2 separate regions of the Bos taurus genome follow, and region 1 is linked to region 2. A link is a contact called in public Hi-C data. All regions are on one chromosome and are shown on one strand. Each heading gives the region's core, a stretch centred on a gene start, on an enhancer-like site or on the middle of the called end of the contact. The rest is flanking DNA. Distances are from core to core; before and after follow the strand shown. Region 1 has its middle 13 kb from the start of MEOX1. Region 2 has its middle 37 kb from the start of ETV4.

The links. Hi-C and Micro-C count contacts between places; a contact is called where the count stands out from the background.
Region 1: a Hi-C map of skeletal muscle shows a contact between it and region 2, with 10 times the contacts expected there. The contact joins two enhancer-like sites. A contact is called at or near these places in 8 of 11 Hi-C or Micro-C datasets (8-cell embryo, blastocyst, blood and 4 more).

Annotation. Positions count from the first base shown.
Region 1 is chr19:43,576,898-43,582,433 of ARS-UCD2.0, forward strand. No RefSeq gene overlaps it. Among named protein-coding and RNA genes, the nearest start is that of MEOX1, 13 kb to the left of the region's middle. Within about 2 kb of position 1,689, at least 11 of the 102 cell types and tissues checked have an H3K27ac peak or open chromatin away from gene starts, as enhancers often do. A contact at or near this core is called in skeletal muscle, where this site is marked.
Region 2 is chr19:43,497,148-43,503,022 of ARS-UCD2.0, forward strand. No RefSeq gene overlaps it. Among named protein-coding and RNA genes, the nearest start is that of ETV4, 37 kb to the left of the region's middle. Within about 2 kb of position 2,619, at least 36 of the 102 cell types and tissues checked have an H3K27ac peak or open chromatin away from gene starts, as enhancers often do. A contact at or near this core is called in skeletal muscle, where this site is marked.

The DNA of each region.
Region 1 (5,536 bases), core at 439-2,938, 79 kb after region 2:
TCCATCACCAACTCCCGGAGTTCACTCAAACTCACGTCCATCAAGTCGGTGATACCATCCAGCCATCTCATCCTCTGTCGTCCCCTTCTCCTCCTGCCCCTAATCCCTCCCAGCATCAGGGTCTTTTCCAATGAGTCAACTCTTCACATGAGGTGGCCAAAGTACTGGAGTTTCAGCTTTAGCATCACTCCTTCCAATGAATACCCAGGACTGATCTCCTTTAGAATGGATTGGTTGGATCTCCTTGCAGTCCAAGGGACTTTCCCAAATACTGCACTGAGGCAGAAAAGACCTATAGGAACTGAAAGATTAATCACACTTCCAAACAAAGACACATGAGCTCTCTTTGGCCACAGAGAGGAAAAGTTCAGATCTCCCCAGCCCAGTCTGGGGAGGCAGTGAACTCCTTAGTTCAGGGCTGGGAGTTACCTAGGCTGGGGAGGTAGCTAAGACATCATCATCTTGTGAGATATATGGTTTCATGAATATCAGAGCATTTTAAAATTCGGTAATTTCGAGTATGCAGTCTCCCAGGGCCCTTCTTCTTTTAATTGAAGAAATAAACAATTTCCCCTAAGGAATCCTTGGCCAAGGGGAAAGGCAGGTGCAATGTTGACTGAGGACAGTGGCAGCCTGGGAGGACATGGTGTCATGAAGAAGTCAAATGGCCAGAGAGCTAGCTGGCCTGGCCTGAGCCCCAGGAGAGGCAGGTCACAGGGGGTACGCCACACACATGAACATGCAGACACACATGCACACCTCCTGCCCAGGCCCTGGGTCCCGACAGGAGCACATACATGCAGCCACCTGTCACACAACATCCAATCCAGAGCGGCTCAGCGCACGTGTGTTTGTTCATGACAGATGTTCTCAGAGCAGCTAGTGGACATGCCTACTCAGCCTTACGGGGTTTCCCAGGTGTCGCAGTGGTAAAGAATCCACCTGCCAATGCAGGAGACACAAGAGATGCAGGTTCGATCCCTGGGTCAGGAAGATCCCCTGGAGAAGGAAATGGTAACTCACTCCAGTATTCTTGCCTGGAAAATCCCATGGACAGAGAAGCCTGGTGGGCTATAGTCCGTGGGGTCAAAAAGAGTCACATGGGGTTGAGAACACACACATACACATACTTAGGGCAGAGCCCCCATCCTCTGAGCAGAAATACCAAAGCAGGGACAGAGACACACAGCACAGCCACAGACACTTGATCCAGATACTCCCACTGACACACACACACACACACACACACACACACAACTAGATGCACTAGAAGGCACATCAGGATGGAAGTGTCCCCACATTTGTTTCCCTTTCTACATATGAATGTTGGCCCTCCGCGACCCCTGGAAGGAACAGGTTTACCAGTCCACGCTCTCAGATGGTTGGACACAGAGATGAGCTCTGAAACTCCAATGCACAGTACACGGGCTCTCTGGTCACACACACACGCACACACACATGCACACACACAAGCACACAGTGATGCATGTCCTCAGCCTTTGAATTCCTTTTGTTGGTTTCATTTTCAGACAGTAACACCACTCATCTCCTCTGTCAGCTTAACCCACAGCCCAACTCCCACGTTCGGCACACAAACAGTTAATGTCCCAGTTCTTAGACCTTCAAAACATCTCACACTCGGGTCAAAGGGTCCTGCCTTATAATCTCTAGAGGAGCTTACACCTACAAGGAAAGGAAGTTAAAAAAAAAACTGGTTCAAGGGCTTTATAAGGTTGAAAGATTTTCGCAGAGGAACGAACTCTGGTCATTATGGCGCCATCTGGTGGTTATAAGCAGAACTGCAGGGCATTCTGTAAGGTTCGCTCAGTCGTGTCAGTCGCTATATGGGCTTGTAGTTCGCCAGGCTCCTCTGTCCATGGGATTTCTTGGGCAAGAATACTGGAGTGGGTTGCCATTCCCTCCTCTAGGGGATCTTCCTGACCCAGGGAGGGAACCTGCATCTCCTGCATTGCAGGCAGATTCTTTACCTCGAAGCCACCAAGGAAGCCCCGTTCTACAATGGTGGTGGTGGTTTATTCGTGTCCCACTCTTGTGACCCTCTGGACTGTAGCCTGCCAGGCTCCTCTGTCCATGGGATTCTCCAGGCAAGAATATTGGAATGGATTGCCATTTCCTTCTCCACAGGATCTTCCCAACCCAGGAATTGAATCTGGGTCTCCTGCCTTGCACACAGATTCTTTACCAACTGAACGATGAGGGAAGATCATTCTACGCAATGAGCTCAAGCTTAAGCTTTAACCTCTTCCAGAGTGTAAGGACCTGCTTTTGACCCTAGATTGGTGCGAGAGGGTTGGGATGTCAAGAGCCTATGGTCCCTGTGGTGTCTATGGCCCCACAGCTGCATAGAGACAGAGAGTATGGAAAGAGAGCTCCCTGTGGGTTACTGAATCTCTCCCCTTCAAAGCACCCCAGGCTTGTGTAGGTCCCAGCTTCTGTTTTCTGGATTTTAAATGGAAGGTATATGAAAGGCAGTGAGCTGGACAGTTGTCCACTCTACAGGGCCACAGTGTCCCCTTCCAGTGGCAGAGTTGGGAGGCAGACGCGCTCCGGGCCTGCATCTGCCTTGTTCACCTGCCCAGGCCCAGCAAAGCACCTGGCCCAGCACCTGCCTCGGGTGGGGTCTCTAACATGGAGCAAAGAATTCGCATCCTACTAGATTCCAGGGCCAGGTGGGGGTGGGGCAGGGGACAGGCAGGACTCGGGGAGCCACCAAGGGGCTGTAAGGACAGGAGTGGCACGGTCAGATCTCTGTGTTGGAAAAACCCCTTTTGGTGATGTTGCTGAGAGCCGTTCCATGCAGCAAGGTGATGATAATCATCACGCTGCTGTGAGCCAACACGTCCAGTGTTCTATGTCAGGGTGTGGAATTCTCAGGACCTGATTCAACTAAGAATCTGAAACGATCAAATAACTGATCACCCAGATGGTCAGCAAGTCAGGGCAAGTGTGGGTAGTGCAGGCAGCATGCACAGGCCGCCAGACTGGGAGCCAGGTCAGCCCGTGTGCAAGGGCTTGGCCTGCCTCAGGCAAGCCACCTGAACTTGGGTTTGTGGTTTAGTCTACTTAAGGTCAGCTTTCTTGTCTAGTGAATGGGGATAATGGCTAAAACCTAGATTAGATCATGTGGGTAAAAGTGCTCTGCCAACTGTGTACAATTATGAAGGTTTTTTTCCTTTTTAAAGGTGTTTATTTGTTACTCGAGTTTTCCTTAGATCTTATCAACCGCCAGGTACAGACGTGGGTTAAGCTAACAATTTCTCCCCGTGTTTCACAGGCACTGGTCCCCACTGGCCACACAGGCTTCGAGCAGGGTGTCACTCTAGCTGTCCCTGAAAGTCCACGGGGAATGTCCTAAACTTTGGGTTTGCTCTGCTTTTACTTGGAAAGGCATTTAAGGGCTTGTATTGTCTTACGACACTTTGGCCACCTGATGCAAAGAACTGACTCATTGGAAAGACCCTGATGCTGGGAGATATTGAAGGCAGGAGGAGAAAGGGATGAGAGAGGATGGATGGCATCACCAACTAGATGGACATGAGTTTGAGCAAGCTCCGGGAGTTGGTGATGGACAGGGAGGCCTGGCGTGCTGCAGTCCATGGGGTCGCAAAGAGTTGGACGTGACTGAGCGACTGAACTGATTGATCGTCTTACAAAGGGGTGGGTAGGGATGATCTTTCCGAAAAGGTGACATATGAGCAGAGACCTGATGGAAATGAGAAGGGGAGAGAGGGTTTTGAATCCAGGAGAAGAGCAGTCAGGGACAAGAGAACAGCCTGTGCAAATGCCCTGAGGCAGAGGAGCACAGAGAAAGCTCAAGGAATGGTAAGAAGGCTGGAACGGAGTGAACAAGGTGGAGAAACGTAGTCAGGGACATAGCTGGTGGAAAGGAGCACGCAGGGCAGGCCACTAGACACTGGGATGTGTCTTGTTCCAAAATGGAAATCAAGGCTGCTCTGGGTGTTCTCCGTGGAGAAGCTGCTGGGGACTCAGCACCACCCTGAACACTTGACGATACACAATGATTAGCCTGGTCCCTCCGACTGTCTGCCACAAAGTCTGATTTCAGAGATGAGACATACACATCTAAAGCAATAACAAAGGATATAAGACACACAAGTATATAAGACACACACTAAACAGTGTGGCGTCCATAGGCATTGGACGCCTGGTAGGTCATTTGGTCCTGGAGTGGTCCCGGAAGTCATCATGGAGGTATGAGCCCGGCATGGCCATATGGAGGAGAGGGAAGAGGGCAATCGGGAGCGGGTACAGTCCTGGCAAAGGATGGCAGGGGATAGGAAGTGTCATTCTGAGAGTACACGTGCCACGTTTCAGGAACAATGGTGTCTTGATAATTTATTTAACATGTATTTATTGAGCCATGCCCTGTTCCTGAGTTGAGCCACTTATTGAGTAGGTGACCCATGGCAAGTCCCCAAATCTCTCTGAACCTTAAGGCAGTGTGGTAGCTACACCACCATCAAAGCCAAGTCATGGGGCCCACAGTGACGGGCCAGGGGTTGTGGTGGGAGTAAGGAGGCTCGCCTAGAAGTTCATAGTCCAGAGGAGGGAAGGTGGTAGCCCTGTTAAGTGCAGATTATGCCTTAACTCAGTCTTTGGTGGAGACTGAGACTTGCTGCTGAGAATGGGTGAACAGAGGGGGCCTTGTGGAAGGACAAATGGCCTAGCAGGACAGGGCTGGGGCCACACTCAGGATGAAGGGCCTGCCTCTCCGGAAACACATTTTCGAAGCAGACTTGTGCCTCCAAAAATTCAAGAGTGAAAATTTCAGAGAACCTAGCTCATTTTCCCTGTGTTGCTCAGAGAAGACTGTAAATGAGAGAAGACTTGTCAACCCACAGACAGGCGCTGAGCACCTCCCTAGGAGATCAGAGAAGAGAACCTAGTCTGGGAGCTCCTGCAGGGGGTTTTTGGGGGGCCCAGCCAGGTCTTTAGGAAGAAGAGCCAAGGGGGTGAAGGAAAGGGTGCCGGGACCCTTGTTCAGAGGAGAGAGGTCTTGGGGCAGGGCTGGCCTGGGAAAGCGAAGGGAGGCTGGGGCTGGAGTGGGACAGGAGGGAGGTGTAGGACTCGGGAAGCTCGGAGGAGGGAGGCAAGTGTGTGAGCAGGAAGTGGTGGAGCTGCCTGTCAGGAGGGACAGGAAAGAACAAGCAAGAATATGCACTGGGCATCCTAGAGTCAGGGCAACAGGGAACAGGAACAAACCGGAAGGGAAGGTTCTGGTGGAAAACAAGGAGAGAGAATGGTGGAAGAGTCGCTGAGAGTCAGAATGGAGAATTTGGGATGGGGTTGGAGAAGGAGTCAGAGGGCGCAGAAGATGCTGAAGTTTGTGTGTGTGTGTGTGTGTGTGGCAGAGTGGGGGGCATGATGGGGGGCTGGGCTATGGCGGAATCCAGGCGGTGGGTGGTGGCAGGAGCAGGAGGGGATGGCATCGGGGAGGCCAGTGTCCTTTCACGCTCCCACGGGAAGCAGCTCTGGCTTCGGTGGATCTCTGGGA
Region 2 (5,875 bases), core at 1,369-3,868:
AGAGGCCCGAGTCAGAAGAAATTTCACCTCCAATTTAAATTATTTTTAGAATGGGAATGTTCTTACAGATCACCTACTCCCACGATTGGACACCTCGGGAAATGGAGGCCTAGAGAGGGGAAGAGCTGTCCCCAAGATCCCAGAGCAAGTCAATGGCAGAGCTGGGTTCCCAATGGATCTAGGATTCCCGATGTCTTTGTCATCCTGCTCGTTCCATCACATTCCTTGCCTCAGGGTGGGAGGTAAGGGAAATTACTAGAGCTTGAGAGCCCTTGGTTTAGTCTTAGCATCTCTGTTTTCAAAGGCACCAACAGGAGCCCCCCAAAAGGTTTATATGATTACTGGAAGTAAACAGAGAGATCCCAGAGGCCCCGAGATCTTAACTGTATATCCCTCGCCTCACTTACTGTTAATTAGTATCCTGTTGACAGAGGCAATAAGAAAACCATTTTTCCTCTCCTCCTCCCTGAAATAGTCTGGTATTTTCTTAGGTCCAGGGTGAATGGGTGGCCCAGTTCTGGTTTGCTTGCTCTCTCACAGGAGTAAAAGGACTCCAATAAATAAATAAATATATTTTTTAAAAAGGACCCCAATCTAGCTGTACTTGTTGAAGCTCGGCTTGCAGTTGATTTGGCTTCTGCTCTATGCTAGGAACTGGGTAAGTCCTGATGGCCCCACCCTCACTGGGTGATGCTGGGAAATAATGGTTACATCCAACTCAGAGCTGAGGCAGCCAAGGCACAGAGAAGTGAAGTAACTCACCCAGGGTCACGTAGGATTTTCCAGATTCTGAGCTTCTGTTTTTTCTAGGCTGGCCCAGTAGGGTGAGGGGGTGGTCATAGTGGTAGATGGAGACGGCCCACCTTTAGGATTTGTGTCCTCAGACCAGGCGCTTTGTCCTGCCTCAGAAAGTCCCTGAGCGGTAGGTTCTGTGAGCTGACTCTCTCGCCCCCTCCCCTTACAACTTCCCACGGGTTCCTTTCCAGAGCAGTCACTGGCTGAACAGGTTGCTAGTGGAAATGTGGTTTTCAAATTTGGGAAATCTCCATTAAGTCCTTTTATTTAAGGAGGATGTCATTATCACGCCTCCCTGAGGACTATTACGGTTCTATTAGGCAAGGCCGCAGACTTCCTAGGTACTGTCTGGGGTCTGACTGCTGGGCAGGAAAATGTGAGACAGGAAGAAGGGGAGGCAGGAGGGAGGCAGGAGAGAGAACAGGAGATGGGGAGGGGGAGGAGAAGGAAGAAGGGAGGAGAAAGAGTGAATTAAGGCAGGAGTGAGGAGTCACACACACACACACTCACACACACACGCAAGGGCATGCTCACCCCTTGCTCCCTGAAGTGTGGGGAGAGGGCAGAGACCCTGGCCTCTGGACCACCTGCTAGTCCAGAGCCTTGAAAATTAACCTGGAGGGGACATGCCGACCGTTCCTTCTTTCACCCTTTGGAGCAGACCCTTCCTGTCCTCCTGCTGCCAGTCCCACCTCGGCCTCTGGGTTCAGACTTGAGGCGTGGGGGCTGTGTGAAGGAGAGAGGCCGAGGAGGCCCAGGGAGGGCAGTTCTGGAAACTGGGTCTGGATTCAGGGCCTCGGCCGTCCTGATGACTTCAGTGAACACACTGCTCTCCTGTCCTCTGCCCCCATCTCTAGAAGGTAGGCTTCAGAGAAGCAGGATTGGGATTTCCCTGGTGGTCCAGTGGTTAAAACTCTGTGCTTTCACCACAGGGGCTGTGGGATCGATCCCTGGTCAGGCAACTAAGATCCCACATGTTGTGAGGCGTGACCAATAAATAAATCAGTTCAGTTCAGTTGCTCAGTCGTGTCTGACTCTTTGCGACCCCATGAATTGCAGCACTCCAGGCCTCCCTGTCCATCACCAACTCTTGGAGTTCACTCTAACTCACGTCCATCGAGTCAGTGATGCCATCCAGCCATCTCATCCTCTGTTGTCCCCTTTTCCTCCTGCCCCCAATCCCTCCCAGCATCAGAGTCTTTTCCAATGAGTCACCTCTTCGCATGAGGTGGCCAAAGTACTGGAGTTTCAGCTTCAGCATCACTCCTTCCAAAGAACACCCAGAGCTGATCTCCTTTAGAATGGACTGGTTGGATCTCCTTGCAGTCCAAGGGACTCTCAGGAGTCTTTTCCAACACCACAGTTCAAAAGCAGCAGTTCTTCGGCGCTCAGCTTTCTTCACAGTCCAACTCTCACATCCATACATGACCACTGGAAAAACCAAATAAATGAATTAAAAAAAAAAAAAGCAGGGCTTTCTCTCCACTCTTGGCTGTCTCCTGGGCTCCTTGAGCAGTGCCACATGTGTGGTAGGTGTTCACTCGGTGTTTGTGGGATAAATAATGAAGTATGGATGAAGAAATAATTCTACCAGTTTCTTATCCTCTCCCTTGTTGAGTTTAAAACAGCCTTCCGGTTAATGGATCTTTTCTCTGTTCTCAGCAAAGGCGAGTGATCTTGAGGCCTTCAGATTATCCTCTGAGACACAAACACACGCGCACACACACACACACCCACACACACACGGGGTTTACGGAGGGTCAGGAACCGCGTGGCAAGCAGCTGACACTGGCTTGGCCACAAGAGAAAGAAAGAAGTATATGCCTCTCTTGGGACCTGTCTGTTAGGGGGTTACCAGCCACAAGGCTGGAAGCGGTTTTAACCTCTGGGCAGGAAGGCCGCTGCTCTTTAGACAAACATCCTGCCTGGGAAATCCCCCTGGCCTGGGGGTAGGGGGTGGTCCCTGGGGCCTGGCAGCCTCCCTCCTTGCCATCCTGACTTCTACAGACCCATCCCTGTCTCCAGGCTTGAGGCCAGGCACCCTCCTCCACCCCCTCCTCCACCATCAGGAGCCCTGGGAGAAAGAGCCCAGGCCCCTGGGGCACTCCTCCCTCGAGCTCCTGTGCAGAAGTGATTAATGAGGCAACAAGCCTTTCTTCCCCAGCTGTGTCAACACGCCCCAGGCTGCCTGGAAGTAGCCCCTTAGCTGCAGGTATGGGAAGCAGCCCCAGGTCTCCTTTATGCCTGTTTTTCCCTCACCAGGGGCTCCCTTTAGGGCTTTGGGCCTCCTACTGGGTCATCAGAGTCCTGAGGGTGATGATGATGGTAATGGTGATGATGGTGATGATGATTTTATGATGCCAATAGCACCTGATATTTGTAGAGGGCATGGCCTTCCTTTTCCTCAGCTCCTTCTTCCAACTGCCAGAGCCAGAGGCTTGTGTGTGACTCTCTTTGGGTCACAGGGAGCAACTGAACTATAGTTGCCAGAGCTTATGCCACCTCCTCTGTGAAGTTTTCCTCTTTTTTTTTTTTTAACGATTATTATTTTTGGCTGTGCTGGGTCTTCATTGCTGCGTGGGCTTTCTTTAGTTGCGGCAAGTGGGGACGCTCTCTAGTTGCAGTGTGTGGGCTTCTCGTTGCGGTGGCTTCTCTTGTTGCAGAGCATGGGCCCTAGGCGAGTGGGCTTCAGTAGTGGCACGTGGGCTCAGTAGTTGCCGCTCCCTGGCTCTAGAGTGAGAGCTCAGTTGTTCCATTGCATGTGGGATCTTCCCGGACCAGGGATCAAATCTACATTGGCTGGTAGATTCTTTACCACTGAGCCACCAGGGAAGCCCCTGTGAAGGCTTCTTTGATCACCCTGGCAGATTCTGTGCATACCCTCATCCCCTAGTCACTGCCGGGTATTGTCACTGCCTGGGGAACACATCTGTTTCCCTCACTGCTTCCTTAAGGGAGGACACTGTGTGTTTCTCTGGGTCTCATTCACTCTGTACCTGCAACGCTTTTCCCCCACCATCCTCACTCTCACAGCAGCCTAGCATGACGCTTGGCATGTGTGAGGATAAATACTTACTGAATGAACGAATGACCTGTAGATCTGGAATGATCTGAAATTCCAGGGCTTTGGTCTGTCTGTGGTTCTGCAGCCCGACTCCCTTGTGTTCCTGCTGGGTCAAACCCGCCCATGACCACACATCCTGCCTCTGGCCCTAGTTTGTCCTCATGGGACTCTTAGTGGTTGCCACCCAAGGAACTCTGATGGAGCAGCAGACTGTGACTCTGTGCTGGTGATGGGGGGTGGGGTGGGGGAGGAGGAGGAGGAGTGAGGATGGGGTGGGGGGGATCAGGAAGCTAGAAACAGTCATATGATTTTTTTTTAATAAACTTTAAATTTTGGAATAATTTTAGATTAAAAGAAAAGTTGCAACAGAGTTTACAGAGTCCTGTACACCCTTGAGCCCAGTTTCCCCTCATGTCAACCTCTTCTATAACCAAGGTACTTTAGTCAAAACTGAGAGATTAACATGGGTACTTTACTAGTAATTAAACTCCTGTCTTAAATTATTTGTGTTTCGTCAGTTTTTCCATCCGTGTGCTTTTTCTGTTCCAGGCTCTCATCCTGGATCTCACATCGTATTTAGCCCACATGATTTGGAAAATGATGTTTTATTTAAAAACTCGTGCGTGTCACTTTCTTTTTCATAATCCATCTGGGTTGATTTTATGTGGGAAGAAAGCTTTTCCCAGCCAAATATTCCAGTAAGCGATTGTCACCGTGTTTGTTTCTCGAGGCTTCTCTGGCTCTCCTGCACCCTGCTGCGGTTCTCCGGGGAGTGAAGCAGGGTCCCAAGAGGACAATCTCAGGGCATCTTCTGGATTCACAATATTAAAAGCTGCTGACCGCTGGTCTGATGTAAACGAGAAACAGGGCTCATTGGGTCAGTCTAGGCCTGAGGGTGGCAGAGGGCTGGATGAAAAAGGATGGATGTGACTGTGTTTTGGGGAGGTTTAGGGAGAAGAGGGATCTTGGGGCAGTAGCCTGGGGTCTCCTGAGAGGCAGGGACATGATGTTTGAGCTGTGTTGGAATAGAATTGTCCTGGGTTCCCCTGGTTCATTGGTCCTCAGCCTTTGTCTCTCTGTCTTTCTCTTTTCTGTGCTGTGCTTAGTCGCTCAGTCATGTCCAACTCTTTGCAACTTCATGGACTGTAGCCTGCCAAGCTCCTGTGTCCATGGGGATTCTCCAGGTAAGAATACTGGAGTGGGTTGCCATGCGCTCCTCCAGGGGATCTTCCAAACTCAGGGACTGAACCCAGGTCTCCCGCATCGCAGGCAGATTCTTTACCATCTGAGCCACCAGGGAAGCCGCCAGGGAAGCCCTCTCTCTTTTCTATTGAGAGGGTTAACAGGTAGGAAGGCCAGAGGTCCCCAAGCAGTAGGAGGAAATAAATTGCAAATGCCAGACTTTCTTTTCCCCCTTCTCTACACAAAATTAAAAGAGGTTTCTTTTAGTTCTCTGTTGAGGACACCTGGTTCTGCCTGAACTTTTCTCAAACCTTGAGCTAACCAATGCGTTTTTCTTATGGAAAATTTTTTTTAAGCTGTGTTAATGAAACTATGTATTTGCTTTGGAATCTGCCTTTCTTCAAAATGGGTCCGCCTAAGACTAACTGTTTTTCTTTTCTCAAACCTTGGGCTGATAATGGTGTGACAAACCAGTATTCATGTCAATTGTTTTATGGCCAGAGATGGCACACCTTGTGCCATTCTATCTCAAAAATGCGTATTGTGGGAGAGGGGCCTGGTGAAACTCCCTCGGCCTTAAGGTGTCTCTCTTATCTGATGAACAGCTTACTAACAGACACATAAAATGCCTTGCTAAAAACTAGCAAGGGAGCATTCATTCTGCCCCCTTCTGATGACTATGTCAGAAGCTTCCCCTATCTCTTTTATACTTTAATAAAATTCTGTTACACAAAAAGCTCTGAGTGGTCATGCCTGGTCTCTGGCCCTGGATCGAAATTCTCCCCTCCAGAGGTCACGAATCCCAGGGTAGCACACAGCTCGTGGCAGCAATCT